2 separate regions of the Hordeum vulgare genome follow, and region 1 is linked to region 2. Evidence: chromatin contacts called from public Hi-C data. All regions are on one chromosome and are shown on one strand. The core of a region is the stretch at or near the end of the contact, and the rest is flanking DNA. Distances in the headings are between cores, read along the strand shown. Region 1 holds the start of LOC123427056 (trihelix transcription factor GT-1-like). Region 2 holds the start of LOC123427052.

Region 1 (5,594 bases), core at 1,678-4,177, 390 kb after region 2:
ATGACATCTGTCATGAAAAATAGCATATAGTGGGTAAACAAATTACTGTTGTGCAATTGATAGAAAAGAGGATAGTTATGCGATATTCACGGCAATGATCATGTGTATATATGCATCACGTCTATAAACAAATAAGCCGACTCCTGCCAACACCTATTACTATTACTCGACTCATCGACCGTTATCGAGCATGTGTCTAGAGTATTAAGTAAAACAGAGTAATGCATGGAGAACAATGACATGATGTAGACAAAGTAAAATCAATAAATATGAATAAACCCCATTGTTTTATACTTAGTAGCAACAACACAAAGACACATCATGTCCCTTTCTATCACTGGGATATAAAAATTCGCCACGTTAAACCTACTACAGCGCACCTGTCTCACCGAAGAAATATCAATCTAGTTGGCCAAACTATTTCAATAGACCAGAGAGAATTACAGAGCTATCATAATCATGCACATAAGAATCATATTAGTATTAGAATAAGACTCAAATATTTATAGTGAATAATCTGAACATAAACCCACAATTCATCGGATCCCAAAAAATGCACTGCACAAAAGGAATTACATCATGTGGATCAAAGCGAAGATGCGATGATCATTGTACTGAAGTCAAGAGAGAGATTGCCATCTAGGTACTAGATATGGAACCATATGTCTACGGTGAACTACCCACACATCATCATGAGGGCAACAAGGTTGATGAACAGGCCCTCCGTGATCGACCCCCCCTCCGGCAGGGTGCCGGAACGGAGCTCCAGATGGCCTCCTGTCGGAACAGAGACTTGCGGTAGTGTAAAAAGTATTTCGGGACTACCTCTGGGTCGAGAAAAAATGTCCAAAAAGTTTCATCTCAATTGGACTCCATTTTGGTATGAAAAACCTGAAAAGTGAAAAACATGCAGAAAACAACAACTCGCACTGGCACTAGGTCAATAGGTTAGTACTCAAAAATAATATAAATTGGTAAATAAATACCCCCAAAAGTATTCTATAATGATAAAATATCAGCATGGAACAATGAAAAGAATAGATACGTTGGAAACGTATCACCTTTGCCTCCCCATACACACATGTTAGTCGCCACTCCAAGTTGTCCGTCATATGATTTTTTGAATCAACATGGTAGTCCAAATAACCCATAATATCAGTCTTTATTTCATTATTCCAAAATATTCCTAGGCCTCCGCTACGGCCATTGTTCTTAACTGCATAACCATTATCAAAACCTAATGTGCTTGCTAATCCTTCTACCCGTGTTCATGAGATTTGAGTTTAGAATGCATAACACGGAAGGGGCAAATTGCTTTGTTAGGTCCCGAAGCTCTCAAACTGTGGCCGACTTGACTGCACCGCGAAAGTTCCAGCAAAGCACACTCATTGGCCTCTGTGGTGCTCCACACGAGAGCCTGCCAAAGAAGCTTCTACACCCTTTTCAAGAGGTGAAGTTGTTGTCATAACCTTTTGGACTGTTGTACGAACCATCTTTGATTCTTGCTTTGAAGAGGGGCTCGGAGGAACTGCGGGTGGTGTAAGTGCCAAGACATTGCCTGTGCTGGGGGCATGATTCAGGGCGGGTGTCTTTGAAGATATAACTGCTATTGTGTTCTCCGTCTCTGATGATCTCTTTCTGTTTGGGCCAGCATCAATCATTGTAGCCTCATGGTCATCCATCCTCTCCCATTCTGAAAGATCATCCTTTCCCGCTGGTTTTCGCGTCCCGAGCCACCTGAGCAGTCACCCCTTCTTCCTTGTCCTCTTCCTCGTCCTCTGCCCTCAGCAGGCCCCGACCCAGCTCCGTGGTACCAAGTCGCCCAGAAGTTTTTGAACACTAGCGCCTTGGGGTCATGTACCCGTCACCACTTTCTTTGAAGGTGTGCCCTAGATGACCGCATACCGCGCACTATTCTGGCAACCACTCGTATTTTATTCTGAAGATCTCTCTCTTTCCTTTAACAATGATCAAGACTGCATTCTTGAGTGGTTTGGTTACATCTATCTTTACACGAACACGATAGAAATGGCCTTCAAAGTCATGGGACTTAGGTTCGACATATATAAACTTTCCCACAATTGACGACAACGCCTTGATCTTGGGGAAGATGCCATCGGGCAGGTCATGGATTTGCATCCAGACTTCCAGATTGTTAAGGACTATGGAGGACGGACGAGTGTACCCATCATAAAGCGCGATCACAACTGCCTCCCCCTTGAACATCCATGGGCCTTCTTCCATAACCCTCTCCTAGTCCCCAAGGCATGAGAACTTGAGCGTGTATAGATTATCTTCGAGAGGACGAATTTTCACCTCTTGCGCCAGATCCCAGTCCACCCTCATGTTGCGGTAGAACCAATACTGGCTATTGGGTTTATCGGTGTGCATCCTAGCTACTACCATCCAGCGAGTAGCCTCGTGTGTCAATTTACCGTCGTCCACCACCACATCCTGCAAATCTTCCTCCTTCAATCCAAGCTCTTCCATCGTCTCCTCAAGATCGACCGTAGCCGAACCCGATCCCGAAGCCACGTTCTTCATCAGATCTCTCGCCCTGAGAGACAGTCTTCCGCGGGCAGTAGTAGCCGTAGCAAACCCCAGGTCCGTCATGCTGGCACGAGACAATGGCTTCGACGACCCCATGACGGTGTGGGATTGCGCGGGATTCGATTTCTCTACGGAAAGCTTACGCCGCCGTCGAGAGGAGGATAAACCCTAACATAAAGGATGGATACCGCAGTTGTGTGTAGAGTAAAAAAAAATTGAGACAAAAGAAAAGAATAGGTTCACGGAGGTTGCGGGTTCGTTTGGACAGTGAGGAGGAATTGATTTGGGGATGGGCTACGTGAAATCTACTATGCTGGACTAGCCCGCTACGACGGCCATACGGGTCATGGTCGGGCCGGGCCGGGCCGGGATGGGCAGGGCCGTACTCTGATAAGTTTGTCCTCCTCCGGGACTCCGACCGCCCTCGTCGGCGAGAGGGCCCCGGCTGCGCTCTCCAGTGAGCCTCCACTCCCACCACCGCCTCCCTCGCCTCACGCACGCAGCACAGTCTCGCTCCCGGACCCCACCACCCGCGCCGCTCCTCCGCCGCGGCGATGCTCCTCGCCGGGCCGCAGCCCCCTACCCCGTCGCTGCTGCTCCCGGAGAGCAGCGGCGAGGACGGCGGCGCCCACGACCACGACTCCTCCTCGCGCGCCTCGGCCCCGAAGAAGCGCGCCGAGACCTGGGTCCAGGACGAGACGCTCAGCCTCATCGCGCTGCGCCGCGAGATGGACAACCACTTCAACACCTCCAAGTCCAACAAGCACCTCTGGGAGGCCATCTCCGCCAAGATGCGGGAGCAGGGCTTCGACCGCTCCCCGACCATGTGCACCGACAAGTGGCGCAACCTCCTCAAGGAGTTCAAGAAGGCGCGCAGCCACGCCCGCAGCAGCGGCGGCGCCAGTGGGAACGGCTCCGCCAAGATGGCCTACTACAAGGAGATCGACGACCTGCTCAAGCGCCGCGGGAAGGCGGCCAGCTCGCCCGCGGGGAGTGGTGGTGGGGGTGGCGCCGCGAAGAGCCCCACGCCCACCTCCAAGATCGAGTCTTACCTGCAATTCGCGGATAAAGGTATGATGCTCCCCCTTATCCTTCTGACTAAGACGGCCTTGCTTTGCGTGCTGAAATGGATAGAGGCTTTCAACTCTTCATCCCAGTAGTATCTGACAACCTCGAGTTTTGATCATAGATCAATGGATTAGGTATACATCAGTATAAATTTAGGTACACATCAATTAATTGTTGCCTGTGCACCGCCAATTACTAGCAACTTAAGCTGTTATCAGTAAGCATTGCTGCAGAAATTCGGATATTACAGTGTTGTTTTCTGTCCAGTTCACTGGCTGACTACTGGCACACCATTGTGTAGTAGTATGAAGTTAGTTCACAGTTCAAGCTTACTGATCTACCCGTACCATGGGGTGAGAATGCTTAGCAGTTAGCAGTTAGCACAAGTCTGTTTGCTAAGCAAAGTACATATTTGCAATTGGTATGGGTCTCCAGCTCGGGGTTTTGTGTGTCGGTGGGTGCATACTAGGTAGCACTATCTGATATGGTTTTGGATTTATGTGTCTGGTGGGTCTGCTTACTTATAATGACTGCTGGGTTTAGTAACTGAACATTTGGACTTGTGTTTATATTTGGTTTATGATCGATTGGATTTCTGTTAGCTTATGGATTCATGTTCACTGCTATCAATCTAGGTTTTGAAGATGCCAACATTCCATTTGGCCCTGTTGAAGGTACTAATATATTCTGCCTCTGCTATAATTGCTACCTATTTCTTTCTGTGTCTTATTTTGTGAGCATCTTCTGTGTTTATACCTATGATCTTCCACTTACTTGGCTCAATATTCTGTCAGAAAGTTGTGCCTGCCTAGAGGTTAACATACCAAGCTTGAGCTAAAGTCATTTGTGGACCAGTTGTTATTTTCATTTAATGGGTGAACACACCAAAAATGTTCCAACAATAGTGAGTTTCTTGGTGAGGCCTTTTTTTTTTCTTAGCCTTGTAGAACTTTTTTGTTCTCATTACTCACTAGTTGTGCACTTCATTATAGAAAGAGAACTGGTGAGGTTTTATTAAACAAAATTGCCAGATGGTAAGATACACAATTTTAACACTGTTTAGACTGGAACATGGAGATTAAAAACTCTCGAAAGGAGAATGCAGGGAAAGAAATTATCTTTGTATAATTAAAAAAAGAGTAAAGTGCATTAGAAATCCTATAAGTATACTGGCAGAGGGTGTCGAGTTAGTCCTCTCCTAATGTATGAAAGTGCATATTTCAGTCCCAGTAATGCAACAAGTGAGGCATCACAGGTCCTATCGTGGTTGAATCAGTTCTGACCTCCAAGTGTGGTGGGTTGACCACTGCCAATTAGGCCAGCTGAAGGTAAAATCATGTGATGTTCAGGGAGGCGAGTGGCAGATCTGCAGCTCCAGCGAGCAAAGAAGTACCCATCTTGCCCGCATCCCTTGCTGAAAAACAGGAGAAGGGTCTCCCAACAATGGGAGAGAGGAGGAAGAGGAGGTGGGGTGTTGGAAAAGTGGAGAGAGAGAGGAGCAGTTGGTAGGAGAAGAAGAGAGGTAGTAAATAGGAGGATGGAGAAAAGGATTTATGATTATAAATTTTGACATTTTATATCTGGCCTAGCATGAGTTTTGCCGTCAAGTGACCCTCAGCCTACGTGGCAGTGTGCTCAACCCACTATGATGCAGGCCAGCACTGTTTTGGCCCAGGTAGGACCTTTTGTGACTCACTTATTGCATTGGACACAAATGCGTACTTCCGTACTATTAGGACTATATTGACACCCTCGGTATACTAGTAGGACCTCTGTTGCACTTCACTCGTTAAAAAACCTGACATCTAAACCAAATAGCTCACTAATCAAGGAAAAAAAATCAGATGCGCCATCATGTAAACATGGCGTTGTGACCAATTTGGTACTAACTCAAACTTGAATTGCTCCTCATCGTTTTATTATTTAGTTCATGCATTTTTATAATCCAACTTCTATCATCAATATTTGCCTACTGC
Region 2 (5,002 bases), core at 1,742-4,241:
CGATGCGCAACAAGGATAATAACTCCTCGTAATCCTCTTTTGGCAAATTGAAGTTTTTGTCAATTCTGAGGCTCTTAATACCCGACACTGCTTTCATATTAAATGACTTGAGATTGGCAATAAGGCCATCCAAAGTTAATCGCGGGCAGCGCGCAATACTCAACTGTGTAACAAAAAGGAGCAAGTTAGAATCAATAACAAAATGAAAAGATGTCTATTAAATTAAAAACATATGACTAAAAAGATATGCAGCATAACAAGAGTTCCCCCTAAAATTGATAGGACAAGTTCTTCATCATGCTGTTCCAACTTTAAACTATTGTGAGAAAGTAAAAAACGTATACTAATTTTTTAACTAGTTTGCCCTCGAGACAACGATCTAGCAGATTTACAGAAACGTGAATAGCATTAGCTAAAAGCGAAACCTAACTTCATTTTTTGTTGGTGCTATATGAAAACTAGGGAAATCATATTTAGAAAGCCATAGTGAAACCTTATCACAGAGAATAACTAGAGAAAGCCATGGTGAATATTCATCGCAGAAAATACTACCCAGATAGCAAGAGCAAGAAAAACATGGTATGCTCCATATAACATCTGCACTCAACTACCCAGAGTATCCTAAGGTACTGGCCCTAGCTCCATCAGAGGGAGTTGTGTCCGTACACCACCACCACCTAGGTAAGAGTCATATTCAGCACGAATTTAGGTGCCTATTCTATTTTTCCTATCAGAGTATGCTAAGATAGGAAGTACATCGGTGCAATTATGAACATATACAGATTAATTTGCTGCCAAATATGATCCCAGGCCTTTGAGGAATTGAATTATTCTTAGAAATACTTGCAAAAAGGATTGTGAGCATACTAACCTTTGTTAACTTCAGATTGCTTTGAAGAACAACATTCAAACCATTGTCGGTGATATTTATGCAGTCATTTATATTTAGACACTCGAAACCCTCTGGAATCTTCTGTGTCAGGCGTAGAAGATCAGGATCAGATATCTTTCCGCTCAATACCGGTTCAATGTGCAAACAATTCACGAAGCAGACACTGCGGATAGCCGCATGCAAAGACTTGCACACCATCTCTGTAGCTAGGATCTCACGAAGCCCAAGATAGCGAAGAGCATACGTCATCCCGTCATGTGGGGCACTTCCCACGGCATCATCTCCATCACGGCACACCAATGCAGCATTGCCAGGAGTAGATGGATCCTCTCCAGGTACAATTGGGCATGAGCAGGACGCAAGGGGAGGCAATCCTTGAGAGCAGTTGGCGCCTCCGGCATCACAAAGGCCTCCAAAACCAGAGGGAGCATACTTCATCTCGTCATGTGGGGCACTTCCCACGTCATCATCTCCATCATCAGGGCACCCCAATGCAGCATTGCCAGAAGTGGATGGATCATCTCCAGGTACAATTGAGCGTGAGCAGGACGCAAGGGGGGGCAATCCTTGAGAGCAGTTGGCGCCTCCTCCGGCATCATAAAGGCCTCCAAACCCAGAGGGAGCATACATCATCTCGTCATGTGGGACACTTCCCACGACATCATCTCCATCATCAGGGCACCCCAATGCAGCATTGCCAGAAGTGGATTGATCCTCTGTGGGTACAACTGAGCGCGAGCAGGACGCAAGGGCGGGCAATCCTTGAGAGCAGTTGGCGCCTCGGGCATCATAAAGGCCTCCAAACCCAGAGGGGCCCTCAAAAGCACGACTGCAGCCAGCTGGGAGGTAAGATGGCTCCCGGGAGAGCGCCATAGCGTGTTCCAGGTCCATGTAAAAACTCAAGTCAGCAGGACGAACGGACCTGCCACCGTCACTGCTTCCAAAACGCCCTGGACCAGACATGACCGTGCGGTCAAGGCAACTGGCGAGGGCGGCAGTGAGCGTGTGCCCCAAGTTCATCCCGAAGGGATCCACGGGCAATAGATCTGCAGGGTCCCGTTCGAAATCATCCCGGCGCCTGGAGTTGACCCCTGGGGACGAGAGGGGCGATGCCTCCTCCGACCAGCATCCACACCCTCGCATCAGGGCAGAGCACTCGTCGCTGACCAAGAAGGAGCAGGACGGATAATTCAGCGCCATGAGCTCCAAATTCCAGTGCACTCTCCTCCTCCTCCACCACCTCCTGGCTCTCTTCTTCTTTTTTTTGGTGTTTTTTCTATGGAATATGCACATACACGGAGAACTAGAGAAGACGCAACCCTAGATCCCCCTCTCCCCCCAACAAGAGAACCCTCTATTCCTGATCCGGGCCAATCAAAAAATATCCCTAGGACCAAAAACTTCACGGAGCAATCTCGGATCCCAAATCAATCCAACAACAACAGCAGCAGGGAGACCAGGGGCAGGGGCAGGGGGTCAATAAAAAGACGACAATCTGTCTACCTTCCGCCCGAATCGGACTCAGACCCCGAGCCGGAGCAGCGGCAGCGGCCCCATCAATCAAGAGGAAACGCAATCCGGGGAGAATCCGGGCCCAAATCAGAGCAATAAACAACCGACCACGGGAGCGGAATCCACACCGGCGCCGGCGGTAGCCGAGATCCGCGAGCCGACGGGGCGGGAGGGGATTGGCGGCTCTGCAGAGGACGCGGGGGTTGGACACCTGCGAATGCGGCGGCGGTGGGGTGGGGTGGATGACTCGACTGGGATTGTTGGAGCGGCGACGGGTGGTGGGGGGAGGACGGGTGGTGGCGGTGAAACCTTGATGGGAGGGTGGGGGTGGTGGTGGTTCCGCGAAAATCTCCAAGGCTCCTTCTCCTTCTCCCGCTTGGCCTTCCGCGCGGCGCGAGGGAGGGGGAGCCAACGGGAGGAGGAGAGGGGTTGGAGAGGAGGGAGGGCGCGCGCGTAGTGGCCTGCCTGCCTGCCTGCCTGCTCTGGGGGTGGGGGCGGCCGGCCCGATCCCCTTTTCTACTTCCGTCCGGGGCGGGCGGCTCTCCCCGCTCTCTCTCTCTCTCGTTTGTTGCGTTCCGCTGTGGGTTTTCCTCTTCTCCTCTCCTCTCCGGGGCGTGCGCGGGCGGGGGATCTCTTTTTCCTGGGAATATTTTCTTCCCGGGTTTTCCCGTGCGCCTCCGCCTTTCCTCTGCACCGGCCGTGCGATTTTCGCGCCAGTTGGACTGTTGGAGCGAGACGCGCGCGTGTGACCGTGTCCGTGCGGTTGTGGATCCTGGATGGACGGCTCGTTGGTTTTGGAAAGGAATTTATCGCCTCCTTTACTGCGGCTGATCTGGATCTTCCGAATTGATCGATTTCCTTCTGGAATTGGATTAGGGCCGTAGGATTTGCTTAGGTCAATATAGTAGTACTTCTGTGTACTTGCATAACGGAACGGGAACGGGAACGGGAACGGGAACGATCACGCTTGCTCCTGTCCATGCGTGCCTGACAAAGGTACATAGTTTTTTTCTCCTTCAACACAATGGGGGAGGAGGAGCATGATCCTGCCTGAATGCATTTTGCTCGAAGGAATGTTTTTTTTGTGGGTCTGCTCGAAGAAATTTTACACACACGTTTTTGTTTTGTTTTTAACGACGGTTTTGTTTTTAACAACATGCGCACTCATAAACATACACATGCATCCATCTCTAAAAACGCACGCACACTTTAATTCTATGAGCATCTCCATGATACCAAGCTGACATCACATTCTGAGATTGAGAGAATCATCACATGTGACCACATGGTCGATGGAAACGTCTTCAACCGCACATCAAACATCTTCGGAAAGGCTGAAATAAATCTTGAAAAATGAAAGTATTAATGATAGGTCTATAACTTGAACCCTAATGGAGTTGTTCCATCACAAATAACTTAAACGTCTAAGTTAGGCTCAGTCATACACGTTTTGTTAGGCATCTCCAACGATGTCTTCTAAAACAAACGCATTATCCGCCCGCAAACAGCATTCACACGCATCCACGTATAGAATAAGGCAGTCAGTCATCTAATCATGTTCATGAGATACGTGTCAAATCCGAACGGCAGAGTTAGGCCAGACATAGAGGATATCCTCATGGGTAGTGTGGACATTATTAGGGTCCAAATAAAATTGAGTCAAGCGGACCTCCGCATGTTACATGGACTTTCATAAAACATTTAAGGGTCTTCGTTGAATAACAAAAATGGTCCAAGCACTGTTATCTCGACCTATATGGACACATCGAGGGTCAGCATTAAAGATGCCCTCACACGAGTTTGGTTCGTCTTCTCTTACAAGTTTAACTTTGGAAGAGGAGGATGGTTGTTCCGCCATAACCAATGTTATCTAGATGGCACTTGATTCTGCTCATATTTATTTGTATGCATTCATTCTCTTGATTACTCGGAAATGTTAGACTTAGATCATCCGACCAAGGAAACTTGAGTAGCCATCCTTTGCTCCTCTTCGTGTGTGTGTGTAACAAACATAGTTTTTCCCGGACTCAAGGGGGAGAGGGGTGATCACCACATGAATGCATTACTCAAAGGAGTTTCACATACGCATTTTTTTCCTCTTCACTGACAAGTTTTTCTCATGCACAAACTTGAAAGTGAAGGATGCTTGTTTCGCCATAACCCATGTCTTCTTGGCACTAAATGTTGCTTATATTTCTCAATTGGTCTTTATTCTAGAGATTTTGTGAATGCTGAGCTTAGCTCATCCCATCAAGGAAAAAGAATAACAAACAAAGTTAGTATGAGCATTACAACGACATATGTTAAGGTGGAAGTGATAACCCGCAATTATAAGGGATCGTTTGTAGCCTTTTTTATATGTAAAAATGTCGAATCCAAGGATCTAAAGATAGAACTAATGTTCTCTCAAGTTTTATCACCACCGATCCAACTCTAGGCACAACAATGTTCACTTTATCTAGTACAAGAAATAAACTATTTTACGGGAATAAATTTAGAGGTACTTTGTAGGTGTAATAGATAGGTTTGCAAGATAATAAAGAACAAGTAAATACAAATTGAGGGTTGTTTAAATAAGGAAAACGTTCTCCTGCCGCC

Evidence for each region. A called contact is a pair of places that touch in the nucleus more often than the background predicts.
Region 1: a Hi-C map of leaf shows a contact between it and region 2, with 9 times the contacts expected there. The contact joins the promoter of LOC123427056 here to the promoter of LOC123427052 in region 2. A contact is called at or near these places in 5 of 6 Hi-C or Micro-C datasets (leaf, seedling and an unstated tissue) and 1 of 1 datasets of contacts at active chromatin or transcription factors (embryo).

Annotation. Positions count from the first base shown.
Region 1 is chr2H:535,450,503-535,456,096 of MorexV3_pseudomolecules_assembly, forward strand. It overlaps LOC123427056 (trihelix transcription factor GT-1-like), which reads left to right and starts at 2,928. Exons shown (of 5, transcript XM_045110999.1): 1 at 2,928-3,621; 2 at 4,254-4,292. The coding sequence starts at 3,105.
Region 2 is chr2H:535,056,614-535,061,615 of MorexV3_pseudomolecules_assembly, forward strand. It overlaps LOC123427052, which reads right to left and starts at 2,992. Exons shown (of 4, transcript XR_006622357.1): 1 at 1,672-2,992; 2 at 872-1,476; 3 at 1-163.